Regions from separate parts of the Gossypium hirsutum genome. Here regions 2 and 3 are each linked to region 1. A link is a contact called in public Hi-C data. All regions are on one chromosome and are shown on one strand. Each heading gives the region's core, a stretch centred on a gene start, on an enhancer-like site or on the middle of the called end of the contact. The rest is flanking DNA. Distances are from core to core; before and after follow the strand shown. Region 1 holds the start of LOC107895161 (protein DNA-DAMAGE INDUCIBLE 1). Region 2 holds the start of LOC107895155 (probable amino acid permease 7). Region 3 holds the start of LOC107895159 (cytochrome c oxidase assembly protein COX15).

Region 1 (3,798 bases), core at 441-2,940:
TTCAATTCTAATTTCCTCCCTCCCATTTTTTTGGTTTTTAAATCTCATTTTTTTCCCAGTTTGGATTGTTTCTTTCTTGGGATTTATGAATATTATGATGTGTTTGTTTGTACCTGTTTATATTTAGATTCTTGAGTGATGCTCTTCAATTTAAAGACGTGATTTTTTTAATGTGGCCTCTCTGCGTAAGTTAGGAGGGATATGGACTTTTTGGAATTCAAAGCTGAAACACTCAATTTAATTATTTCAAAAGTTGAAGGAGGATAGACATCCTGATTCACTCAGTAGTGGAGTCAAGAAAATTTTTTTTTGTCAGAATTAAATTGTATATTTTTATAATAGTAAAAATATAATTTCATATTTTAATAGTTTATATTTTTATAATTTTTTAAAAGTTAAAATGATTAAATTTTTATTATTTTTAGACATAAAAATATTATTTTACTATTATTAATTTAAAATTTTATAAATCATAAAAGATTTAAATTAAAAATTCTCTTAGTAATCAGTCACTGAATTCAATACAAAAAACTAAAATATGAAGTGAATTATGATAAGAACAAATTACATAATATATAAATAAATACTAAATACTAATGGAGACTTGGTTAACTTTTTGGGTTTAGAGATGGAAGTTGTTAATAACTTAAAAAAGGCAATGGAAATACATGGATTGAATAAAGGAGCTAGGTTCTGCAATCGGACATAAGAACCATTATATTATTTAATAATTTGAATCCAACCGCACAGTCTGAACCCAACTCAATTGTTGAAACACCTCAACTTTTCCCGTTTAGGCGGTCAATATCATTTTTCACCTCCCTCTTTAAAACAATCAAATAAATTTTATTCCCTATCAATTTTAAATACAATATTAGTTTTTTTAATTAATTTTACATAATTTTATTAGTTAATAATAATTTTAACTCTCAAAATTTATAAATTTTATTTTTTTAATATATATTTTTAAGCTAAAGTTTTTTATATATTATCTTTTAATTTTTTAAAATTTTATATATTTTTTATATATTTTTTTAAAATCAGGATCAAGTTGATAGAATATATAAATATTAATGACTTAATTTATTATTAATCAATCAAAACTACATACGATTGATAGAAAATATCAATTTTTATGATTAATTGTCTTTAATTACTCACTTTTGAAATCTTTAAAAATTAAATTGTTTCAATTTTTTTAAGAAGGACCAATTCGTTTCGATGTTGAAATTGAGGACTAAAGAGGTATTTTCACCTTTAAGCTTCATTTGAAATAATGTCATGAAAAAAAAAGGCAAAGCACAAAAATAATTACTTAACTATTCAATTTATTCTATTTTAGTCATCCACTGTTAATATTTTTTGTTTAATTACTTAATTTTTTAAAATTAAATATTTTAGTTACTTTTGTCTTCAGAGAGTAACAAAAGTTTAATGTCAATTTTTTTTATTAAGTAATAATAAATTTGGTCATCAATGTTTACAAAATTTATTATTTTAATTATAATACTAAAAATTATAACATATATTTAGAAAAACTTAAAAATATCTGTATATTTACCTTTTTTTTTTTTAAGGAATTTAAATTTAGTATCATAGACCAAAATCGATATTGATATACTTATCTAAAAGAAAACGTACAGTGGAAGACTACCAATAAAAGTATGACATGTAAGCGATTAACTCTAGACCCCATTGTGGAGAATCACTTGCACCTACTTCGACAACAAGTTAAAAGAGCGAAGGGAACTGAAACTCTGTCGTAAGAAACAACATCCAATATAAAGTAAATTCAAACAAAGGTAAATTAAACCCAAAACTTTCATAAAATCAAACCCTTCAGCTAACAAGAGACGAAGAAGATCTAAAGCTACTGCCGGGATGAGAATTACTGTAATGACTGCAGATGAACAGATCCTTAGCTTGGATGTTGATCCTCATGAAACTGTTAAGCACCCTTTAATCCCTTCTTTTAATTCTTTACTCCTTTTTGCTGATTTTTTTTACTTGTTTTATTAGATTGAATTTGTTTTGAAAGCTACCCCTTTTTCCTCAATCTTTATACTTATTTTGCTGATTTTGGTATTTTCCTTTGTTTCTAATAGGTTGAAAATTTGAAAGCTTTGCTAGAAGTTGAGGTAAGAGATTAGTACCGTTTTTTTCTTTATGTTTCCTTTTTAAATTATTTAATCCTTTTGGGGGTTAACTGAAACCATTGTCTTTCCTTAGTTTTGGGGTTCTTGAAAGTTGATTATTGAGATTCATTAGCTTACGTTAGTTGATAAAAAATACAATTTTTATCCCTTCCTTCCCCAAAAGAAGTTTTGAGAGTTGGAGGTGGATCGAAGTTTATGCTAATAGGTTAGAGCTTGTTTGGGTTTTATGGGCAGACTATGGTGCCATTGCAGCAGCAGCAACTGTTGTTTAATGGAAGGGAAATGAACAACTCTGAGAAATTGAGTGCTTTGGGTGTTAAGGATGATGACCTAGTTATGATGGTCTCTGGTGTTGCTTCAAGGCAAGTAGTTTTCTTATCTTGTTTTTTGACGTTGACTCTTTTTAATCTCATCTGTTGAAATATCACTGACCTGACTTGGATGCTTGTTATGAGATTTTTAACATGGATGTGTACTGTCAATGCAGTGGCAGTGCATCTAGGAATGACTTGAGCTTGAATCCTGATGGATCTGCCGTGAATCCTGCAGCTTTCCAACAACAGATTCGACAGGATTCTAATCTAATTGGACAATTATTTCAGACCGATCCTGAGCTTGCTCAAGCCGTTGTCGGAAACGATCTCAACAAACTGCAGGAGATTCTCCGAGCTCGTCATCAACGAAGATCTGAATTGCGACAACAAGAGGAGGAGGAGCTTGTGAGTAGCTTATATTAGTTGTCTATGCCTTTAGTTGGTTGTGAATCAGTGGTGAATGTATCATGATTTGATAAAATTATTGAGAAAACTTATAAAATACTAGAACAGCATGATCATACTTATGATAAAATTGTATTTGCTTGATCATCTCTTTGATTGACGCACATTTACTTAATCTTGCCCTATAGGCTCTTCTACAAGCTGATCCTTTTGATGTTGAAGCACAAAAGAAAATTGAGGCTGCCATTCGGCAGGTTAGTTTTCCTCAACATTCGATCAATCTAACTTAATTGTATCTTATTTCCTTTTGAAATGTGTTTGTATATTAATTTACAGTTTGACAAAGGATTGTGGTATCTCCATACTTAGCACTCGATTCCTTTTCCTGGACAATATGATATTTTGGCTATTTGACCTTTTACAATATTGTGATGCAGAAAGGGATTGATGAGAACTGGGCTGCTGCCTTAGAATATAATCCTGAAGGCTTTGCAAGGGTGGTATGTAGGCTCGCTTTCCTTGCGAAGTGTACCCATTTAAATTTATTATTTTTCCCCTTTAGAATGTAATCTTCTTGTCGTACTAATCAGGTTATGCTGTACGTGGACATGGAGGTTAATGGTGTCCCATTGAAGGTAAATTAGATGGCAGGTCCTTTACACACACATATTTCACAAGGATCACCATTATGAGATTGTAGCGTATGGTTTCCGTCATACCTTTTGTGATACTTTTCCTTTCTTTGTGCACATCCAAGGAACACTTCTGCAGTTGTTTTTTGATTTTCTAGTTGAAATTTTGCATTATTTTATTTGTATATACTCTTGATGTTTGAATACAGGATTCTGAGAATACTAATTTTTTTTTACTTTATAATTTTTTTTAGGCATTTGTTGATAGTGGTGCCCAGTCAACAATTATTT
Region 2 (3,798 bases), core at 856-3,355, 200 kb before region 1:
GGCATTGGCAACCAAAACTATACCTCTGAAAGAGGAAAATCAATAACCTATGTTACTCGGACGGGGGTGTGAGTGTTGGTCTGCCACAGGTATGTTCAATTCTTTTCAAGTTTTTTCATATATTTGGAAGGTCCTTGAAGGGTCATACTCATACTCATGTCTATACATGCATCGGATATGGGGGTCGAACATAGATACTTCAAGAAAATGAAGAGTCGGAGTAACATAAGCAGCAACGGCAGCATCTTTTGGGTGAACTAGCCATAGTAAATTAGGATCAAGCAGTTGGAGTAAAAGGAACCTTAACAACACACCTCAGGCTAATAGCAGATGTGATTGTATATGCTATTCCCATACCATACAAGCCTACTTGAACAAAAAGGCCGCAAACCCTTGCATTGGTTTTCCCTGAAAGTCCATGATAAGCAATCAAAATTGATGACTAACAGGCATGTATAAACATATATTGTAGTAATTAACAGCTGGTGAACAAACGGTGAAGTGTGGTTTTAGTAGGCATTTGCTTTCAATATAAAGATTGGCCTCATGGCTCTGGTGCATGATTTAGATTGAGAATTACTTGGTTTTCAATCTCCTTTTATCCAAGAGAATATGCCAACTGTTGGCTTTTTATGTAGGCTGATTAGATCTGATTTTAAAGTTGAAATAGTTTAGAAATTCTTGGAGATTCATGAATCCCTGATGCATACAAGTGGAAACTCAGGAAAAGACTTGCGTGAAAATATGAAATTTAGTGATATAAGTGGTGGACACCTATGCATTATATGATCAATCCAGAAATTCAATGGTCAAAGGGCCCATACATAATCATCATCATTAGGATGAAATATTCATGATTATCATCACGACCTCAATCAATGAATTTCCCCTCACTCGAAGCCGAGTTTGTCTAACTTAGCAAGGCATGACAAAATCTAATTCCTTTGTGGGCTTCCTACATGGATGGATTTGACTTTAATAGTGATTAAAGAAAATGGTTTTAATAATTAATTTAGTATCTAATGTTTTAGTTTATTTTGATAATCGAGTTTTTTTAATTTGATATTAAAATTTTTTTTTCTCAGATTTTAATTTTAATGTTCAATTTGGTCCATATACTTTCTTTGTGTCTCAATTAAGTATGTATGGTTATTAAAGCATATGAGTCAATCACTCATCGGGTCACATGATGAACTCAAGTAAAGAAAAAAAAGCAGAAAATTGAACATTGAAATGAACAAAGATATTAGCGAAAGAAAATTGTTGCAGGGCTGCAGAACTATGAAGATGAAAAGTCTACCGTCTTTTCTTTGTAGGTTCAGTGATTGAATCTACCATTCCACATCGACCTATCTTTTCTCAACTACCTTCAAAACTCTAGCATACGTTTTTTTTTTTCAGAGTTCCTCCAATAGAAACTCTGAAATCTACCGACGATATAATGATTAAGAATATGTTCTGATGAAGTTTCAAAGATGGAGTCGATAAAAAAAGATGATAAACTGTTTTAAAAATCTCACCTAAATTCATGTTAACAGCATCGATGTAGGATTGATTTCTGACGGGTCCAACTTCAGGATCAGGCGTTTTATAACAGTTGCAGAGAAGATACGTGGAAATCAAAGTTACGGACGCGAAGAGCACCATAGCCAAAGGTCCGGCAATCCACCCCAACTGAGCCATGCTCCACGCCAGAGATAGCACCCCGGCGCCTATGACCCCCGTTATTATATGCGCCACCGCCGTCCATACATTCCCTTCATCCAACCATCAATAAAAAATCCAAATGATTAAATTTCAATTGAAACACAAAATCAGGATGTATTTGGAGATAAAATCATTAAAACTGAAACAAAGGGAACACAGTTACCGGTTCTATGGAGATGATTATGATGCTTCTTGTTCAACAATGGGGTTTGATTACTAGAATGAGCTTCTTCCATGGCCTTTTTAGTTTAGCATTTAAGTATAATTTTGGTTTAAATTTATAGAAGAAGATTGCGTACAAAGAAGCAACTTTGAATTTGAATTAAAATTAAATGGGAAAAACGATGTGTAGTACTTTCGTGTTGCATGATCAAACTACTGGAATTTTACTGAATCTTCTTTTCTTTTAATTACTACTATTTGCTTATGTAGTAAAATCAGTCACCAAATTTTGAATATTGAATTTTAAATTATAAACTTGAAACCTTTAAAATTTAAATTTGGAATCCTGAACTCGTAGTTCAAGATTTGGGATTTAAATTTTCAATTTGAGGGTAAAAAATTACAAAAAATTATATATTATTAACATAAAAAATTATTAAAATATCATTAATTAATTAAAAAATTTATGGTAGAAAACTTCGTAAAATAATTTCTCGTAATAAGACATGGAACACTCGCATTGAAAAGTAATACTTAGCACGCACGCTCATTGAAATAAGAAAATCTCACCTAAATCGTCTCATCTATCCTCCTAAGGAGAAGTTTGGTTCCAAACCCCTGTTCAAACAGGAGAAGTATGCCATGCTAATGTGCCTTGGGTGATCCATATCTCAGGGTCAGGCGTTGATGAGCACATTGAACCATCCATATGGCTGAGAGCCCTCACAGCCCAGGCACAACAACGCAATTATCAAGGGCATGCTCTACCGCTGAGGTAATAGCCCGTCGTGCGAGCCTCCCGCTGGGGACTCGCTATGGGCCCACTATGACCAAAGTGAGAGAAACTCGATCCCTCTCTTTCCTTTTTATGCCCCCATGTCACCACATAGGAGGGACCCGAAGGCATAAAAGGAGATCCTATCAACTTGTTCCGACCTAGGATAATAAGCTCATGGGCTTGGTCTTACTTCACCATCGAGAAACGAAAGAAAGCTTCCATCTCCAAGTTTAATTCAAACGTAGCTCGCTTCTTTTTGGGTGTGAAGCATTGTCAAACCAAAATACGCAACAAGCATTAGCTATCCCTGAAAAGGAAGTGGTCTAGTCATACCTTCCAGTATGGCTACCTTGTTACGACTTCAGTCCAGTCACTAGCCATGCCTTCAACATCCCCCTCCTTGCGGTTAAGGTAACAACTTCGGGCATGGCCAGCTCCCATAGTGTGACAGGCGATGTGTATAAGGCCTGGGAATGAATTCACTGTCGTATGGCTAACCGGCGATTACTAGCGATTTCCGGCTTCATGCAGGCGAGTTGCAGCCTACAATTCGAATTGAGGACGGGTTTTTGGAGTTAGCTCACCCTCGCGAGATCGCAACCCTTTGTCCCGTCCATTGTAGCACATGTGTCGCCCAGGGCATAAGGGGCATGATGACTTGACGTCATCCTCACCTTCCTCTGGCTTATCACCGGCAGTCTACTTAGGGTTCCAAACTCAACGGTGGCAATTAAACACGAGGGTTGTACTCGTTGCGGGACTTAACCCAACACCTTACGGCACGAGCTGATGACAACCATGCACCACCTGTGTCCGCGTTCTCAAAAGCACAATAAGAAAATCTCACAGCTATAAAAATAAAATACATATTTTAAAAGATTTTATTTTATTTAAGTAGCACTATATATCTTTTAAATATATATTAAAGATAGAAATAAGGGTAAACTATAAAAATAATCATTTTTGTTTGCCTCATATTACAATTAGTTATTTTTGTTTGAAATGTTACATTTTAGTCACTTCTGTTATCGTTTTGTTACGAAATGGTCACTCTATCGTTATGTTACCCTTATCTCCCTAACGGCGATCCTACGTGGCAGTCCAAATGGGTTTTAAATAACAATTTGGATGTCTTACGTGACAGTCCAAAT
Region 3 (3,798 bases), core at 959-3,458, 150 kb before region 1:
CAAGCCTCTTGAGTTTGGCAGCACCTTGAACCCAGGCTAATGACTCAGCAGGAGGTTCAGGCATTACAACAGAGAGAGCAGTCCAGAACAGGCCACTGTAAATAACGAATGCAGAAGTAAGATGAGCAGCAAGTCTATAAGGGCTCACTCGGGGCTCAACATATTCCGAAGCTGGTTCCTGTAGGAAGAAACAATATTATTCTACAAATTTAAACTCATATTTACTAAGGACGGTGAAATAAAATTAAAACAAATTACTTCTCACCTCTAATCCACTTTTAACCATCCACCAACCAATTAAACCCTGACCAGCACCAAGAGCAAATAGAGCAGAGAGTCTTAGTCCAAGGCGCATGGTAATATATCCCTTACGAAGAAAATACGAGAACGGCAATGCAAACATCATGCCTAGGGCTCTCCCCCACATTCGATGGGCATATTCCATCCAGTATATAAATTTAAAATCTTCAATACTCATCCCTTTGTTTACTCTGCATGATACAGATTATTCAAATGAAACTAAATCATTAATAGATAATTTTCATTCTAAGCGGTAAGCACTAAAAAGAATGAAACTTCACATCTCCTGGCTGATTAGCAATGTTTGTTAAGAACATAATAGAAGTTATAAAAATAAATCAATTATGGCAGCAAAATATAATCATGAGAAGAAGTTCTACCTAGGGCTGCAAAGTACTTAGAAGTGAAACTACGATTATTGTAGCAAATACATCATTATAACAGATTTTTGCTCATACCGCTTGTACTCTGGTGACTGCTTGTATTTCTCAAACTCTTGCTGCCACTCGTCATCAGATAGGGGAGGAAGGTTCCCGGTGAATTTCCAATCAGTCATTGAAAGGCCAGATCGGGTTAATCGAGTGACACCACCTAGTACCACCATACTAAAAACCCATGCAGCAGAACCGAAAAGCCATATCCCCACCATTTTCTGAGCACGTGGACCTGCAGTTACTAGCATCTTCAATCCCTCCTCCTCAGTGCCAACAGAAGCCACGGTGGACATATTCCTGAAAGACGGCACATGATGTCCCTAAAACGAATAAAAGATCTTACTTTTAGTCACATTCACATACAAATTGGAGAGCATATCACCATTGTTCTTTTACATAACTTTAAGAGAAAATCTACAGCAGAAACAACTTTTTTTCATTGGATGTTAAAACAAGACTTGAACCACCATTTTCACCTTCAAGTACTTATGCTAAATGTAGCCTCTACATGGATATAGAAAAGGCAATACAGATCAAAATCCCTAATAGTTCTTTAAATTAGAACCAGGGAATGCATCTGTTATGCTAGAATAAAAAACTAATCCCAAGTGCTGTCATCTAACTCATATTATGGTTCTAGTATGAATGTTTCTAATTTTAAATGACTTCCCATCATTCATCCCACACTCCAAAAGCTTTAATCAAACAAATCCAAAAAAAGGGGATGATCCAAGTCACTTGTTCTCCCACCAATAACCACAATCTATCGGCATCACAGTAGGGAAATGAAGATTCCAATTACTCAACAAAAAACTTAAAGAAATACGCTAAAAGAAAGTGATCAATCCAATCACATCCCTTCTCAAGAACTAAAAAATTAACTAAAAATGACTAATTCGAAAAAAAAAAAGATACCCATGTCAATAAAATGAAGAAAGAATAAAAATCGAGAGATAAAAGAACCTTAGGCAGAGATCTAAAGCCAAAAAAGGAGGTCCTAGCAACTGCATTAGCAGAAGAAGGCGTAAAACAACGAGAGGAACAGGTTCCCTTGAGATTGGATGGTAAGCTGTTGATTATAGCTTTGTTTCTCCTTAGAATTGAAGCAACTACTCTGCTTTGAAACATTTTTTTTGGCTTTGGGGGGGGGGGATTAGTGTCTTCTCTCTGGGTTTCTCTTGGGTTTAATTCTTAAAACTGTGGGTTTATGGTTCTCAAAAGGGAAACAAAAAAAAAACTGTGGGTTTATGGAGGTTTTACGACATTGTAAAAAGGGATTGCTCAGTTCGATGGGTTTGCAGGATCCCTTTGTTGGTTTCAAACCGCTAGTTTACCAAAAAGGCAAAAACATGATTCACCGTTGGCACTGAAATGAAATGTCAAGAAAATTGAGGTGATTTGAGTGCCACACTACACCTTTCCAATGCCCGGATAGCCCACTGGGTCTAATAAACCCAGCCTGATTTGGATCAAACTTTGAACAAGAATATTGTATTTTGGATTTGAATTCATTTTAAATAATAAAAAATAATTTTAAATTTAATTAAAAGATATTAATATAAAATATTCTTAATATTTTATTATTTTTAATAGTAAAATAATTTTTTTTAGTGAATCATGTTGGCCCGAAATGGGTATGAACGTGAAAATTTTTTGAAATCAAGCCTTGAGTTGGCCCAACTCATGAGAGGCTCTAGACTCAACTCATAACTAAATATTTTTTTCTTCATTTGATATAAATTATAAACCTGAACATAAATCCTTCTCACCATTGAATAAGAAGAAAAATGTGTTGAACACGCTCGAACCAATAAGATATTATTTTTTATTTTTATATTATAAAACTTATGTCATATAAAACTTATAATATAAATATTAATAATATATGTGATTGTTTATGTTTATTACTAAAATAAATATTAATTAAAAATTATATAAAATTCCTAAATTTTAATAAAAGTTTATATGTATATGTACACAAAAAATTTCGATCCTAAATTGAATTGAAAAATTAGAATCAAATTTTATTTGTGTTCTTTGAAAAGAGTACAATTTTTGAATTTTTTAATTACAAAGAGAACTCTTTTAATTCTTATTTTTGATGGAGCAATCCAAAAACCATCTAAATTTGATCTTAAAAAGATGTGGTTTGCTTTAAGGGTCATTAAGTCTTGATATTGAAGTTGAATTTAGTAAAATGTTTGCTTAAGAATTTGATTTGATTAAATTTAAGGATCTTTGATATGATCTTAAATCAATAATTTTCGCTTCAAAAGTCATCGAAACTTGATCTTAAAAATGAATTATCTCTTTTATATTGATACAACTGAATTAGAGATGATCATTTTATTTGTATCCTAATTTTCAGAATTTTTTAATATTTTACTATCCGTAAATTTTTTTTTATTGAGAATTTGAACCCAAATTTAAAATGCATGCCACTTATATTTTTGTTTAACTCAAAAAAAAAAACTCAAAATTCAAAGTGAAAGTGGTCTAAAAAGCATCCGCATTTGGGGGCAAAAGAACGTCTAAGGGTAGCACTTTTAAAAAAAAATGTCTGCTGGCAGTAGGGATATAAAAGCTTTTATGCTTTTTAAGGGAGAAGAGATCTTGAGCGCCAAAGAGGCTGTGAGCGCCACTCATAAGGGCATTGCCCACGCATATCACATGGTTAGGTGAGTTTGGATGGACGGTGTATTTATTTGTGATTAGTATAAAAATAGTGATGGCGGTGAGATTAAATACTGTAACGATATTATAGCATGAGATAAAAAATAAGCTAAACGCACCATACCGCACCGCCGCCCCAAACGAAGCCTAAATCTCGAACGTTGGAGCCCCCACCGTCAATTAGGATCTCGACTATGCTCCAACGAGGCATTTCAGAAGTACAAAATGACGCAACAAGTCCTTCCCCTCACCTCCAAAGTTAGGAATTCCGCAAGCTTTAATATAAGGATGGTTTAGATTATTTTAGATGAAAGATTTTGTTTCAAGAGTATTTTAAATTTGATCTTAATCTACAATAATTTTAATTTGATACATAATATTTTATAATTAA

The links. A called contact is a pair of places that touch in the nucleus more often than the background predicts.
Region 2: a contact with region 1 is called in a Hi-C map of leaf, with 1.9 times the contacts expected there. The contact joins the promoter of LOC107895155 here to the promoter of LOC107895161 in region 1. A contact is called at or near these places in 2 of 34 Hi-C or Micro-C datasets (both in leaf).
Region 3: a Hi-C map of hypocotyl shows a contact between it and region 1, with 5 times the contacts expected there. The contact joins the promoter of LOC107895159 here to the promoter of LOC107895161 in region 1. A contact is called at or near these places in 22 of 34 Hi-C or Micro-C datasets (anther, callus, fibers and 4 more).

Annotation. Positions count from the first base shown.
Region 1 is chrA13:91,637,970-91,641,767 of Gossypium_hirsutum_v2.1, forward strand. It overlaps LOC107895161 (protein DNA-DAMAGE INDUCIBLE 1), which reads left to right and starts at 1,691. Exons shown (of 15, transcript XM_016820410.2): 1 at 1,691-1,947; 2 at 2,106-2,138; 3 at 2,391-2,518; 4 at 2,644-2,875; 5 at 3,064-3,129; 6 at 3,313-3,375; 7 at 3,466-3,510; 8 at 3,762-3,798. The coding sequence starts at 1,882.
Region 2 is chrA13:91,438,235-91,442,032 of Gossypium_hirsutum_v2.1, forward strand. LOC107895155 (probable amino acid permease 7) reads right to left here and starts at 2,106. Exons shown (of 7, transcript XM_016820401.2): 1 at 1,871-2,106; 2 at 1,521-1,757; 3 at 315-408. The coding sequence starts at 1,943.
Region 3 is chrA13:91,485,612-91,489,409 of Gossypium_hirsutum_v2.1, forward strand. It overlaps LOC107895159 (cytochrome c oxidase assembly protein COX15), which reads right to left and starts at 2,209. Exons shown (of 7, transcript XM_016820408.2): 1 at 1,698-2,209; 2 at 759-1,054; 3 at 266-491; 4 at 1-178. The coding sequence starts at 1,862.